Regions from separate parts of the Felis catus genome. Here region 1 is linked to region 2. A link is a contact called in public Hi-C data. All regions are on one chromosome and are shown on one strand. Each heading gives the region's core, a stretch centred on a gene start, on an enhancer-like site or on the middle of the called end of the contact. The rest is flanking DNA. Distances are from core to core; before and after follow the strand shown. Region 1 has its middle 4.1 kb from the start of CHSY1. Region 2 overlaps LRRK1 (leucine-rich repeat serine/threonine-protein kinase 1).

Evidence for each region. Hi-C and Micro-C count contacts between places; a contact is called where the count stands out from the background.
Region 1: a contact with region 2 is called in a Hi-C map of skin fibroblasts, with 5 times the contacts expected there. The contact joins two enhancer-like sites. A contact is called at or near these places in 2 of 3 Hi-C or Micro-C datasets (fibroblasts and skin fibroblasts).

Annotation. Positions count from the first base shown.
Region 1 is chrB3:19,491,708-19,498,155 of F.catus_Fca126_mat1.0, reverse strand. No RefSeq gene overlaps it. Among named protein-coding and RNA genes, the nearest start is that of CHSY1, 4.1 kb to the right of the region's middle. Within about 2 kb of position 2,940, at least 4 of the 10 cell types and tissues checked have an H3K27ac peak or open chromatin away from gene starts, as enhancers often do.
Region 2 is chrB3:19,285,955-19,291,705 of F.catus_Fca126_mat1.0, reverse strand. It overlaps LRRK1 (leucine-rich repeat serine/threonine-protein kinase 1), which reads right to left. Exons shown (of 34, transcript XM_045058899.1): 11 at 4,617-4,729; 12 at 3,454-3,530. Among named protein-coding and RNA genes, the nearest start is that of LRRK1, 87 kb to the right of the region's middle. Within about 2 kb of position 3,860, at least 2 of the 10 cell types and tissues checked have an H3K27ac peak or open chromatin away from gene starts, as enhancers often do.

The DNA.
Region 1 (6,448 bases), core at 1,691-4,190, 210 kb before region 2:
TGGCTGGTAGTCTTCACTGATGGGGGATATGACCCATTTCCCACATGAAAGCAGAGATCCATGGCTCTCAAAACTATCTGGGTATCAGAATCTCACCAGCGCTTGTTAAAACTACAGACACTTATCACACTTCCTGAATTTCTCATTCAGCTTCAAGAAGCAAGGGGTAGATTCTAACTGGAGCTTTTTAAGCTCAACTCCTCTCATTTTACAGTTTTACAAACTGGTTAGCCACAAATCCAAGACCAGGTTATCTCCTTGGAAAATTCTGGTAAGGCAGTGATTAGAAACAGAGTCTCCTTTTCCTCCTCCTCCTCCTCCTCCTCCTCCTCCTCCTCCTCCTTCTCCTCCTCCTTCTTCTTCTCCTTCTCCTCCTTCTCCACCTTCTCCTCCTCTTCCTTCTGCTGCTTCTTCTTGTTTTATTTGAGAGACAAAGCGAGAGACAGAGAGTGCGCAAACAGGGGAGAGGGGCTGAGGGAGAGAGAAAATCCCAAAGAGGCTCCACATTCACCACTCACAGAGCCTGATGCGGGGCTTGATCCCATGACCGTGAGATCACTACCTGAACCAAAGTCAAGAGTCTGATGCTCAACTGACTGTGCCACCCAGATGCCCCTAGAAACAGGTCATTATTAACCGTAAAATTAAAAAAAAACCCTAACCATTATTCTGAGTCCAAGATTATAGATGTCAATTTAACAGGAATAGTTATATACCACAAGAGGGCGCCATCGTCACAATGTTCTGGCACTGCCCTTGCTCGCTTTGGTGTGTTTAATACTGTTAGCCTAAGAAAATTTTAAAAGATTGATATTGTTTATATGTTTAAAGTTACAAAAAAAATAAAAGACATGGCATGAGGTCCTGAGATTATGGTAGGGCCAAAAATAAAGTACGAGGAGGAACCAGGATAAAACAAGTAGAGAAATAAATTCTTAAAGTAGCATAGGCATTTTGATGGTTTGAGAGGACTCTTAATGGCATCTCCACGCTGGTAGAACACTTACAATGATATATTAGGGAAATTAGATAGTAAAAGCTTGATTATATCTCTGAAATTTTCATTTTAGCTGCTTGCTGAGGGGTGAGAGCCAAAACTTGAAAGAAAATATTTGGGGGATTCTTGCTTAGAATCTGAGGCATTCTGGGCTGGGGTATTGGCTAGTTGATGGCAGCACCCACGTGGCCAGCTGGTTTCATTTCTCTGGGTCCCGGTTTCCACTTGCATCAAACGAGCAGTTGCACCAAATAAATGGTCCGGGAGAATTCGTGGTCTCAGTGATCAATACTCTGTTAATATCATCTTTGGGCTTCAATTTGTGGGAAATTGGTATCATTTTTTGGAGGGTTAGATACATAATACAATCATGTAACAAAAAATCAGACAAATATTTAAGCCTCTACTGGGAAATCTCACTCACATTTTCCCTCAACTGCCAAGCCCCACACCTGGGGCTTTTCTTCTCTTATTTCTTGTGCATCCTTCTAGTGTTTTGTTATAAAAACACTAGCAAAATTCTTATTCTCTCTGCTCTTTGTTCTGTACCACATCATACTCTTTCCATCTCAGTAGGAGGTGAATGCTTCCTTGCTCTGTTTTCCATCTGCAGACTATTTCCTTCTCTGATGGATGCACCATTGTTTATTTCTCTATTCCTCATGAAATGGACACTCGGGTCTAATCATTTAGTGTCACGAACAATGTGGCAGAGAATAACCATGTACAAGTGTCATTTTGTACTGGTATAGCTGGGGAACAAATTCTCAGAAGTGGCATTGTTGGGTTAAAAGTCAATGCACTTGTATTTTGCAATTTTGACCAAATTGCCTTCCCAGTGGGTTGCATGATTTTGCTCCCAGACTGTTGGAGAGCCTCTTTCTCCAGACTCTCCAACAGAGTGCATCATCATACTATTTTTATTTTGAACTCCTGTAGAGGCCTTAATATCACTTCTGGATAATCATCCTTATAATGCATTAGATGGGTAATGATGTATTTATGACCCTAGCATGGGCGTGATAACACAACAAGGCATGTGAAAGATTAATGACATGGGGTCGTTTGAGCAGGTTTTATGTCATTGATGTTTTCTTAAAAATTTTTTAATGTTTATTTATTCTTTGAGAGAGACACAGAGAACATGACCAGAGGTGGCACAGAGAGAGACAGAATTTGAAGCAGGCTCTGAGCTATCAGCACGGAGCTCAACGCAGGGCTCAAACTCACTAACTGCGAGATCATGACCTGAGCCAAAGTCAGATGCTTGACCCAGGTGCCCCTGTTGTTGATGTTTTCTTATTCTTGCTTTGCACTCTATGTGTTTGTGGATATGAATTTCTGCTGCCTCAATTTGTAGCTTAAAACTTCTTCTGCAACTTGCATATTTTTTTCCTCCAAGCAATTTTATGCTTCATTAGGCTGTGAGTAAAACAAAGAGAGTCTGAGCTGCATATATGTCTGGAGCGTTTCCACGAGGTGACCAGGTCTGACCACCATATGGACCCCTGAAGGTGGCCATGCTGCCGACTAGTGCTTGTGTTCTGATGGGGGGGGCACTCCTTCCCCCCCTCCTGTGGAATGGAAGCTTTGTCTTTGTGCAAACTTTCCAGCTGTGGAAACTCTGGCACTGCTCTAAAGATTAATGGCATTTCTTGGCAAAGGATGGGAAAAGCAAACTTCTCTGCTCTACAAGGATTAAGTCTTAGCCTAGAAGCAAACTGTCCCCGGCCTCCGCAGTGAGGTTATCTTGCAGAGAACATTCAGGCTGTTTCTCAATAGCGCCTGTGCTGGCGTCAGCCAATGTTTCCTAGTTAGTAAGATTACATCCCATCCGCCCAGCATGCAGAGTGGTGCTGAGTTTCTTCTGTCAAACACACACACTTGTGTGAGAAGCACACCCATAATGACTCAGTATCTGACAGAAAGAATGGACAGAGCTGATAAGCAGAGACCAAAGAAGCATGAAGATCATTCTAGCACAACCAGTGTCAGATCCACTCATGTCTGGAAGCCAGAACATAAGCCACAGTAGCTTGCCCTTTCCTGCATCTGCCTGGAAATGCTGCAAATAGAAGGAAATATTGAGCAAAAGTAATTAGCTAATGAGGACCTTAAATGCCAGTTTAATAGCAGCATTAATAATAAAGCAAAGTTTTATTGGGTTAAAAGAGGTTAAGTGGCAATCTTAGTAAAATGGTCATTATAGATTTTCTTCTTTGCAGGCAATGAACAGAACCTTCTGAAAAGACCAATTATTATAACTGCCTCCTCTGAATTTGCTGTTTCTCAAAAGAGGTGTTTCTAAAGGTTTTAAAAAATGATTACCACTTTTCGCAGGGCCCCTTGTCTGAGGCCGGAGTCTAGGAGCTGTGTCTTTAAAGAAGCCCTTACAGGGAACTCTGTCGGTTGCTCAAGGCTTGCTGCCAACAAACAATTGAGGTATTTACCAAGGGTTTCCAAGAAATTGCTGCAAATTATATGAAATGTTATACCTGTTACAGGCATTCAATGTATTAGCAACAGAAAAAATAAATGTAACGTGGGTGGGAAGAGGGTTGCAATTTGTGAGAAAATATTCAGTAATGTAGGTAGAGATGAATTTTAGGTACGTGACATAGATAATCACACTGCATGAAGACAGAAATGAAGTTAGCATGGCATTTTTGAACACATTTCTAAATATCAGTCTAGAATCATGGAGAAGGGACTTTAACATGACCTGTGGAAAGACCCATTTGGAGATGAGGAAACTGAGCCCCTGAGGGGGGTGTGCAGCTTGTTCCTGGTGGGACTTCCTCGTGTAGAGGGATGACCAGAATCCCAATTCTGCACCCGAGCCAGCCGGGGACCCCCATCTTAGGTGGTGTGTGTGCCATTAGGAACTTTTATTCTTAAATAACTCTCTAGTTTGGGGCTTCCCTTGCAAGTTTTTCTGAGTGTGGCTAACTCCACTCCTTTTTTTTTTTTTTAAGTTTATTTATTTTGAGAGAAGAAGGCACACACACACACACACACACACACACACACACACACAGCATGAGTTGGGGAGGGGTAGAGAGAGAAGGAGAGAGAGAATCCCAAGCAGGCTCTGCACTGTCAGCGCAGAGCCCAGTGTGGGGCTCCAACTCATGCACCGTGAGATCACGATCTGAGCTGAAATCAAGAGTTGGATGTTCAACCCACTGAGCCGCCCAGGTGTCCCAAACACCACTCCTTGTTTAAGATGGGAAAAATAGTCAACGAGTCCCTCAACCTAAGAGGGAGGGCTCCTAGTGCAGCAAAATCGAGAAATAGTTCTTTCCTCCGTTTACTAAGGTGCAATGCCTATGAAATCTGATCAACCTGACTTCTCCTCACCTTTAAAAATAAATTAGGGGGAGGGAGACATAGGGAGTGAGGAGCTGCCTGGCCTGGAGCAGGTTTTGAGGAGGGTGCTGTGTGTGCATTGGTAGGCTAGGGTCTCAGATGCACGCCATCCTCCCAAGATCCTTGCTGGTAATGGCTGTGCAGGAGCTGGTGGGGCTGGTGTCCAGACAGACAGGCCTCCACAGTGGAGTTATCGATTTGGCCCTTTGGGCTGTCACTGAAATCCTGGCATTTGCCTTCAGCTATGAAATCCCCTCCTGATTCAGGCCTCTGCAGGGGCCCTTGATGGGACATCTTTAGATCCTTCCCGGGGAGAACTATCTCAGCTTGAAGATCGAGCTGCTGCTTCCAGCTGAGTTGAAGCTTCCCCTCCCTATCCCCAGGCTGCACTTGGGAAGCGGCCCTTTCACCGGTGTAGAGGCTCCGGGAGCCCCTGGCTGACTTCTATAGGTCCTTGGCTCTCCTCCCTTCCCACCATCCTCTGGGCAGGCATCACCCTGCTTTTCCTGGGAGGACTTCACCTATGTCACATTCTCTTTGTACTGGGCGTTCTAAATGGTCACTCAGGCTTTATGGAGATAGGGAATCCTCTCTACATCATGAAAGACACACTTCATGAGTCTGCAGAGGAGGCAGGTGAGGCTATGGATCTACGAAGCAAGAAATTGAGGAGGACAAAACGTTTACCAGCCACAAAATGTTAAGTCCCAACACATGTTTATATGCTTTTCATTGGATTTCAGTCTAGAAGAGGAAATATACAGGGTTTTAGGCAGGTTAGAAAATACTGAACTCATTAAGTATGTCACCAGATTGAACATCTGTGTCTTGCCAGATTCGTGCTTTATGGAAATCATTGTGAATTATGGGGCTGTTGCTGAATTTGGGGCATCTGGTGACTACTTGGCATTTGTGGCTTATGGTCTTACTGGAAACCCCTTTGGATGGTTTTCAAGCCTGTAATTCATGGTTATGTGTTCTGTATTTTGCCCAAGACCACTGCTGGAATCCTGTGTTCACTGTATAATGAGCATTTTATTTTTAGATGTGGATCACCTCTTCGGGAGGGAGTCTGTGGGGAAGGTGGGTAATGAACTATTTTTGACATAAATCACAAGTGCCAAAGAAAGTGGTAATATCTGAAGAATAAACAACAGTGACCACCATTCAATTGCAGAGACTGTGTCTGTATCTCCCACAACTTGCCACTTCAAATTGTGTAATATTTCAAACATTTGGTCATATTAACAATGAAGAAAGATCCAAAGGATTACCTCAAGCATGCTTACTTTCTGTCCCTAATTCATTTGATGACATGAAGGGGACCTGTCAGGCCCAGGGAAACACTTTGCTCTCCAGGAGTTTCATTAGAAAACCCCAATATATTGGCGACTAAGTAACAAGACTAATATTTACTCTATGCAAACATTAGTTGTATGGACACTTCCTTGGCTTTTGTAGCCTTACTAAGTTTCTTTTTAAAAAGAGGAAATGTATAAAATTTAAAATCCATCCTAGAGAGGCTGTTGTTCAAAACCTGTGTCTAGAAATACACGGCACTTTTATGGATGAACTACGTAGAAATATTGACAAAGATTCAGGTAGATTGGGGGTACTAGTCGACTATCTGCCCACAAAGAATGTAAATAAAAGTAGTGTTTACCATCCAGAGTATTAACATCACCTACCATTTCTTCAAATCCATTAAAGACTAGCAGTGTTAGGAGCTTGGGCATTAAATACGGGTGTTTTTTTTTTTTTTTAAGCTTAGAAACTAGGGGCAGGGAACAAGGTAAGTGAATTCACGGTTCACTCTCTAAGCTTGCACGTCTCAAACGGCTCCTGCACTGTTTATTCTATATGTGCTCGTTCCTGCCCACATAACGGCGGGAACAAAGGTGCAGTGTGAATCGGGAAGACGCGGGGAAGGTAGACGGTCAGGTCCGCCTGGCTGGAGGGCAGGGCGTGGGCAGTGGGGTTTATGTGAGGACAGTCTCAACAGATGGAACGAGCGGTTCGGGCAGAGTTTGGGGACCAAGAAGCCCCTTCTTTAAAAATCCCTCCTCAGCTTCACGCCAGCAG
Region 2 (5,751 bases), core at 2,611-5,110:
GCATCAGAGAATGTTCCGGGAGAGATGATAACAGAATACTGAAAGCAGTGCCCGGAAAACCGACCCAGCTAGCAGCCACAGGGAGGGGACTCAGTGAAGGGGCTCCTTTAGAAATAAAGGTGTAACACGCTTTCTAAAAAAAATGGATTTGGACATAGGAAGATGCTCAAAAGGACTTTCTTTTTGTCCCCCCAGTGAAAAAGAATGATCAACTTCAACCTGCCGCAACACACGCACGATAAGAAAGGCTCCCTTTCTACCCAGAGAACGTTCTCAACACCTGGCCTCTGTGCGTCCCGATTTTCCAGTTTGACCTCGGTGTTTATGAAGCCTCTCTAAGTAACGGACGGAGGGAACAAGCAATTACCACTGCAAACAGAGACAGCACCTGTCATAGAGTTCTCGGCCCGGTGCAGAAACTATGGAAACGGGGCTGCGCGAGCACAGCTCGAGGTATTTATGAACTGTAATTATTTATTCATAAGTAATTTATGACTCTGCTGGTCTGAATTTTACCGTAAAAACGGCTGTCCAAATTATTTTTGGACAAGGCCGCCACACAAACATGACTACTTGAACGTACATAAATCTCCTCAGAATTCTACTCTCCTTCTGCAAATAAGTTATCTTTTATAGATAATTCCTCACCCAAGGATCAACAGCCCCGAGAGAATCGCCCCACCGAGGGAGAATTTGCAATCCCAGGTGTGGGCCTCAACTCACGAGGCGAAAGTTAGGAACTCCAGAGGACTTTGTCGTGTGCTGATGCCCCGGCCCACCTCTGCCAGGGAAACTGCCAAGCCGTGTGGCCCCCCTCACCTCGCTCCCCAGACAGGCTCCTGAGGGGCCACCGGCAAGGTCATTTTCCAGAACGGTGCACGTTCCAGTTACGCTGCTCATGCGTGCCTTTGGCCTTGCGCTCTGGTAGCCTCATGAGGGAGTGTCTGGTCCCGCTCAGCGTTGGGCCCACCTCCTGCGAGGCCTACATTTCTAAACCGGAGACACCTTTCTAATCCACTCATGAAGTACGAGGCTCAACCCGAAGCAATGGAAACATGACTGAGATCCACCTCCGCTACACTTCTCGTGTGTCATCATCCCGTTTGGGCATCGATGAGAAGAAAGGGTGTGCTTCTCTTTCCTTCCAAGTGAAATCCTTATGTCTGATCTCAATTTCCAAAGTCCCAAGGCCCTTCATTTTAAGAAGGACTGGTTATGAGGGGCGCCTGAGTGGCTCAGTCGGTTGAGCGTCTGACTTCCGCTCAGGTCATGATCTCATGGTTTGTGAGTTCAAGCCCCGCATCAGGCTCTGTGCTGACGGCTTGGAGCCTGGAGCCTGCTTCAGATTCTGTGCGTGTCTCTCTCTCTCGGCCCCTCCCCCCGCTTGCACTCTGTCTTTCAAAAATGAATAAAACGTTAAAAATTTTTTTTTAAAAAAGGACCGGTTATGAAATTCCTAATTGTGTGTCCCTAGTAGTTGGTTCGAGGCCTCATCATTTGTTACAGGGACCATTTGTACTTCCTTTTCTGCAAACTGTTTATATCCATTGCCCTCCCCTGTTTTTTTTTTTTTTTTTTGTCCTATTGGTTTGTCTTTACAAGAAAAAACAATTTGTAAGCAGTCTTTGTATATTAGGACTTAAGCCAGTTTATGTTGCAACAATTTGTGTTGCAAACATTTCTTGTCTGTTTGCATTTTGACTTGGTTTATGATGCCTTTTACCGAACAAAGCTTTCATATTTCTACAAAGCCCAAGATTTTGGTCCTTTTCTAAAGACTTCTGGGTTTCCCGCCTAGTTTTTAAAGGTCTTTTCCACTCCCAGATTATACATATATTCTCTTAAATGTTTTTTGTTTTCTTTTTCTTTTATCTGTAAATCTGAAATCCACATGGAAATTTTCGTAGTTGATATAAGGAAGGGACTCCAGCCTTGTGATTTTTCCCCTTCCAACTGGACAGGCAGTTACACCACAGTATTTATTAAAACAATAAAACATTTTTTCCCTACCAAATTGAAATTCCACCTTTGTCATATACTTAATTCCTATATTTACTTAGGTCTGTTCCACTGCTGACATGTTACTTTTTCAATCATATGTAAATACACACACTCATACGTGACTGCTATATATGCATATATCCATATATATACTGAACATATCAGTTCATCAACAGGCGTAACAGGTGAACAGACCATTTGGGTCATGCCTGCAATATGTCTTGGCCTCTGGCATTTCTTGTCCCCATCTTACACCATCTGTACTGAAAGAGCACTTGCCAACATAAATCGAGCCAAAGAAGAACATTATGTTACATTTCAAATGACCTAAATATTGGTTCCGGTTCTACAGGACAGCATCCTGAGGGATATTTCTGTGACCCCTGCTGGGTTTAGAAGTCTTAGTTTTCAGGTTAAAAAGAAAAGGGCCGGCTGAATAGCTCCAGGGACAGGTTCACACCTTCCCCCATACCTCACAGAAGACAAAATAAAACCAGAAAAATTTGTTTTCCTGGGATATTGTCTGCTGAACTGGCCTGGTTTTAAGACCAGTAAAAATACTCTAAGAAAAGTTCTGTTTCTGATGAGTTTGGGGGAAGACCCTAAGCCCCCCACAGAGTCTCAGACTGGCCAGGATAGCATGCGGGGGTGGGGGTGGGGTGACTGTGTGCCCACGTGGACTTCCCGTGGATGCTACGGTGTGGCAGTAAGGACTTCACAGTGCTGCCCTTCCCAACCTCGGGGCTGGAGTCCCACAGTGCTGGGCTGAAAGCTGGTTGTCACCGAGCAGCTGTGTGACCTGGGCACATCAGCCAGGTGCTACAGACTGAACTGTCTTCTTCCCTTCATATGTTGAAGCCCTAACACCCAGAGTGATGATACTTGGAGTTGGAGCCTTTGGGAGGTAATTAGGTTTAGATGAGGTCATGAAGGTAGGGTCCCACAATGGGATTAGTACCCTCACAAGAAGAGACACCGGCGGGCTCGGTTTGTCGGTCGGTCTTTGCGAGAACACAGCAAGAAGGCTCTCACAAGGAGCCGACTATGCTGGCACCCTGATCTCAGACTGCCAGTCTCCAGAACCGTAAGAACATAAATTTCCATTGTCTAAGCCGCCCAGTCTGTGATGCTTTGTTATGGAAGCTTGAGCTGAATGCAAGACGGTGGAAGCCTCAGTTTCCTCACCTGCAAAATGGGGAACCCCAATCCATACCTCATGCTGTGGGCTTTTAAGAAAGGCTCTAACACGTGCACCATATCTAGGGCGGTGCTCGCTCATGGCAGACCCACCCACACAGCAGCTACCAGTCTCATCGGACCGCAAGCAGGAGAGGGGACTTCAGGATACTTGCAGGCCAAACGGGGAGAGAAAAGCCCCATGCAAGGGCGACCCCCGGTGGTGGAGCAGGGAACACCCGCCCAGCTGTCTCCTGCCCGCACCGCCTTACGCACCTGTCTCCGTCCCAGAACGCTGGCGCCCTCTGGTGGTGAAAAAGGAAATACGCTTTGTTTTAAGTCCGTCTTCATTTCTGCCGGGGCCAAAAACAAAGAAAGGTCAGATTTTGAGGAAAGCATGGCAAAGACATTACTATTTTGCTGTGATTATACAACGCCAAGCCATGCAGAGATATGGGAGAAAAGTCGATCAGCAGGATGTTTGGGCTCCCCTGCAGCTGCTAGGTAAGCACCCATAGCCCCTGACCGCTAATTGCACTAGTGATGTTCACAAGTCTTTGGGGGAATAAAACCTCTAAAGGAGGTGATCAAACACTGGCATGATCAATGATGATTCCCTTTCTTGAGCTTCTCCATTTGAGGCAGATGTGAGCGTTTCTGTGCCTGGCAGGAAGGCCTTTTCCAGTGGCTGTTCCATATTACACATTCTCACAGGAGTGGGGGGCTCTCTTTGGGGGGTAAATTCTGCTAAGAAGTGGACTTCAGCAAATGAAATTGGGAGTCTGGTCTCCAGGGCCCCAAGGACCAGCTGTGCTCATCCTCAGATCTTCCTGTTTTATTAGAAGGCTTTGGGAGTGATTTTTATTCATTGGATGCTCATTTTGGCTAGTGATCGGCCAAAACTTTGGAACGGAATGACAGGTTAGGTTGACATGAGAAGAGTCTCCTGGAGCCTTTAAAACTTAGAGATGGCAGGACACTGTTTTGGGTGAGTTGTGCCCCTTTCTTCCAAATTATGTTTTGAAGTCCTAACCCCCAGGACCTCAGAATGTGACTGTATTTGGAGGCGGGGTCTTTAAAGAGGTGCACAAGTTACAATGAGGTCATACAAATGGACTCTGATCCAATCTGACTGGTGTCCTTCTAAGAAAGTGGAGATTAGGACACAGGGAGACCATGCGAGACACAGGGAGAAGGTAGTTATATTCAGGCCAAGGGGAGAGGCCACAGGAGAAAGCAACCTTGCTGGCACCCTAATCTCAGACTCCCAGCCTCCAGAGCCATGAGGAAATAAAAGTCTGTTGTTTGAGCCCCCCAGCCTGAGGTACTTTGTTATGGCGGCCCTAACACACCAAGGAAGGCACCAAGCCAAGGGTCGGCTTGACTGTGGTTACACGCACATTTTCAAGCTCGCCAGGGTAAGGAGACCCCATGCTTACTTGCCAAATTGGTTTCTGGAGAGATCCAGGGTTTTAAGTTGTCTACAGGTCCACTTATCTTGAGGTGGCAGCACCATGAGCTGGTTGCCCTGTAACCTCAGGAACATGAGGGCCTGGGAAGGAGAGAGAGAGAGAGAGAGAGAGAGAGAGAGAGAGAGAGAGAGAGAGTCAAAGGTACCATCAAACACCAAAGGGAGCAGAAACTGAAGAGAAAGGTCATGTGCCTGACAAAATGCACAAATGATTGTAACGGATTCACTTTAGCAAAGATTCCAATAGTGTGGGGCTTCATAGTCTCTTAGAACTCGGAATTATATTGGGGCACCTGGGTGGCTCAGTCAGTTCAGCGTTCGACTCTTTTTTAATTTTTTAACTTTATTTATTTATTTTGAGAGAGAGAGAGTGAGGGAGGGGCAGAGAGACAGGAAAACAGAGAGAGAGAATCCCACGAAGGCTCAGCGCTGCCCGCACAGGGCTCGATGCCAGGCTCAAACTCACGAACGGTGAGATCATGATCCGCGCTGAAGTCAAGAGTCAGACGCTTAGGCGCCCTGAGTGTCTGACCCTTGATTTTGGCACAGATCATGATCTCACGGTTGTGGGATGGAGCCCCGCCCCCCCCCAAAAAAAACAAAAACTCATGAAATTGTATCAAATACAGCAAACGGGACAGTTTATACACTATCCTTCCCTCCAGATCAATGGGAGGCAGTTCATTTCAGGCTGAAAGGAGTCCAAGTGCTTCTCAGCGCTGGGCCTTCTTAAGAGTAACAGTTACTCACGGGCCCGTCCTGGGAACAGCAGCCGATGCTGAGGGTCCTGGAGGCCGAGGCATCACACCCCAGGGGAGGGGGCTGCTGCACAGTGCTGGGCCCCCCTGCCTCCCTTGACCTCCTCAGGTGATGCCCCTGGCAGGGGCAGGGTGGCAGGGACACAGAGGGTCATCTGCCCCAGCTGGGTGCCCTCTGCTGGCCAGGTGCCTGGCACCACCCGTGTGTCTGTGGTGCCCCCTGGTGACTACCCGGCCCTCGGCCCTCTGTCCACCCACCAGTCACAGAGGGGCACCAACTCTACCCTTGGACTTGTAACGTGTTTTACTTGGGAGTACAGGGGGCAGATTGTGACCTTTTTTTTT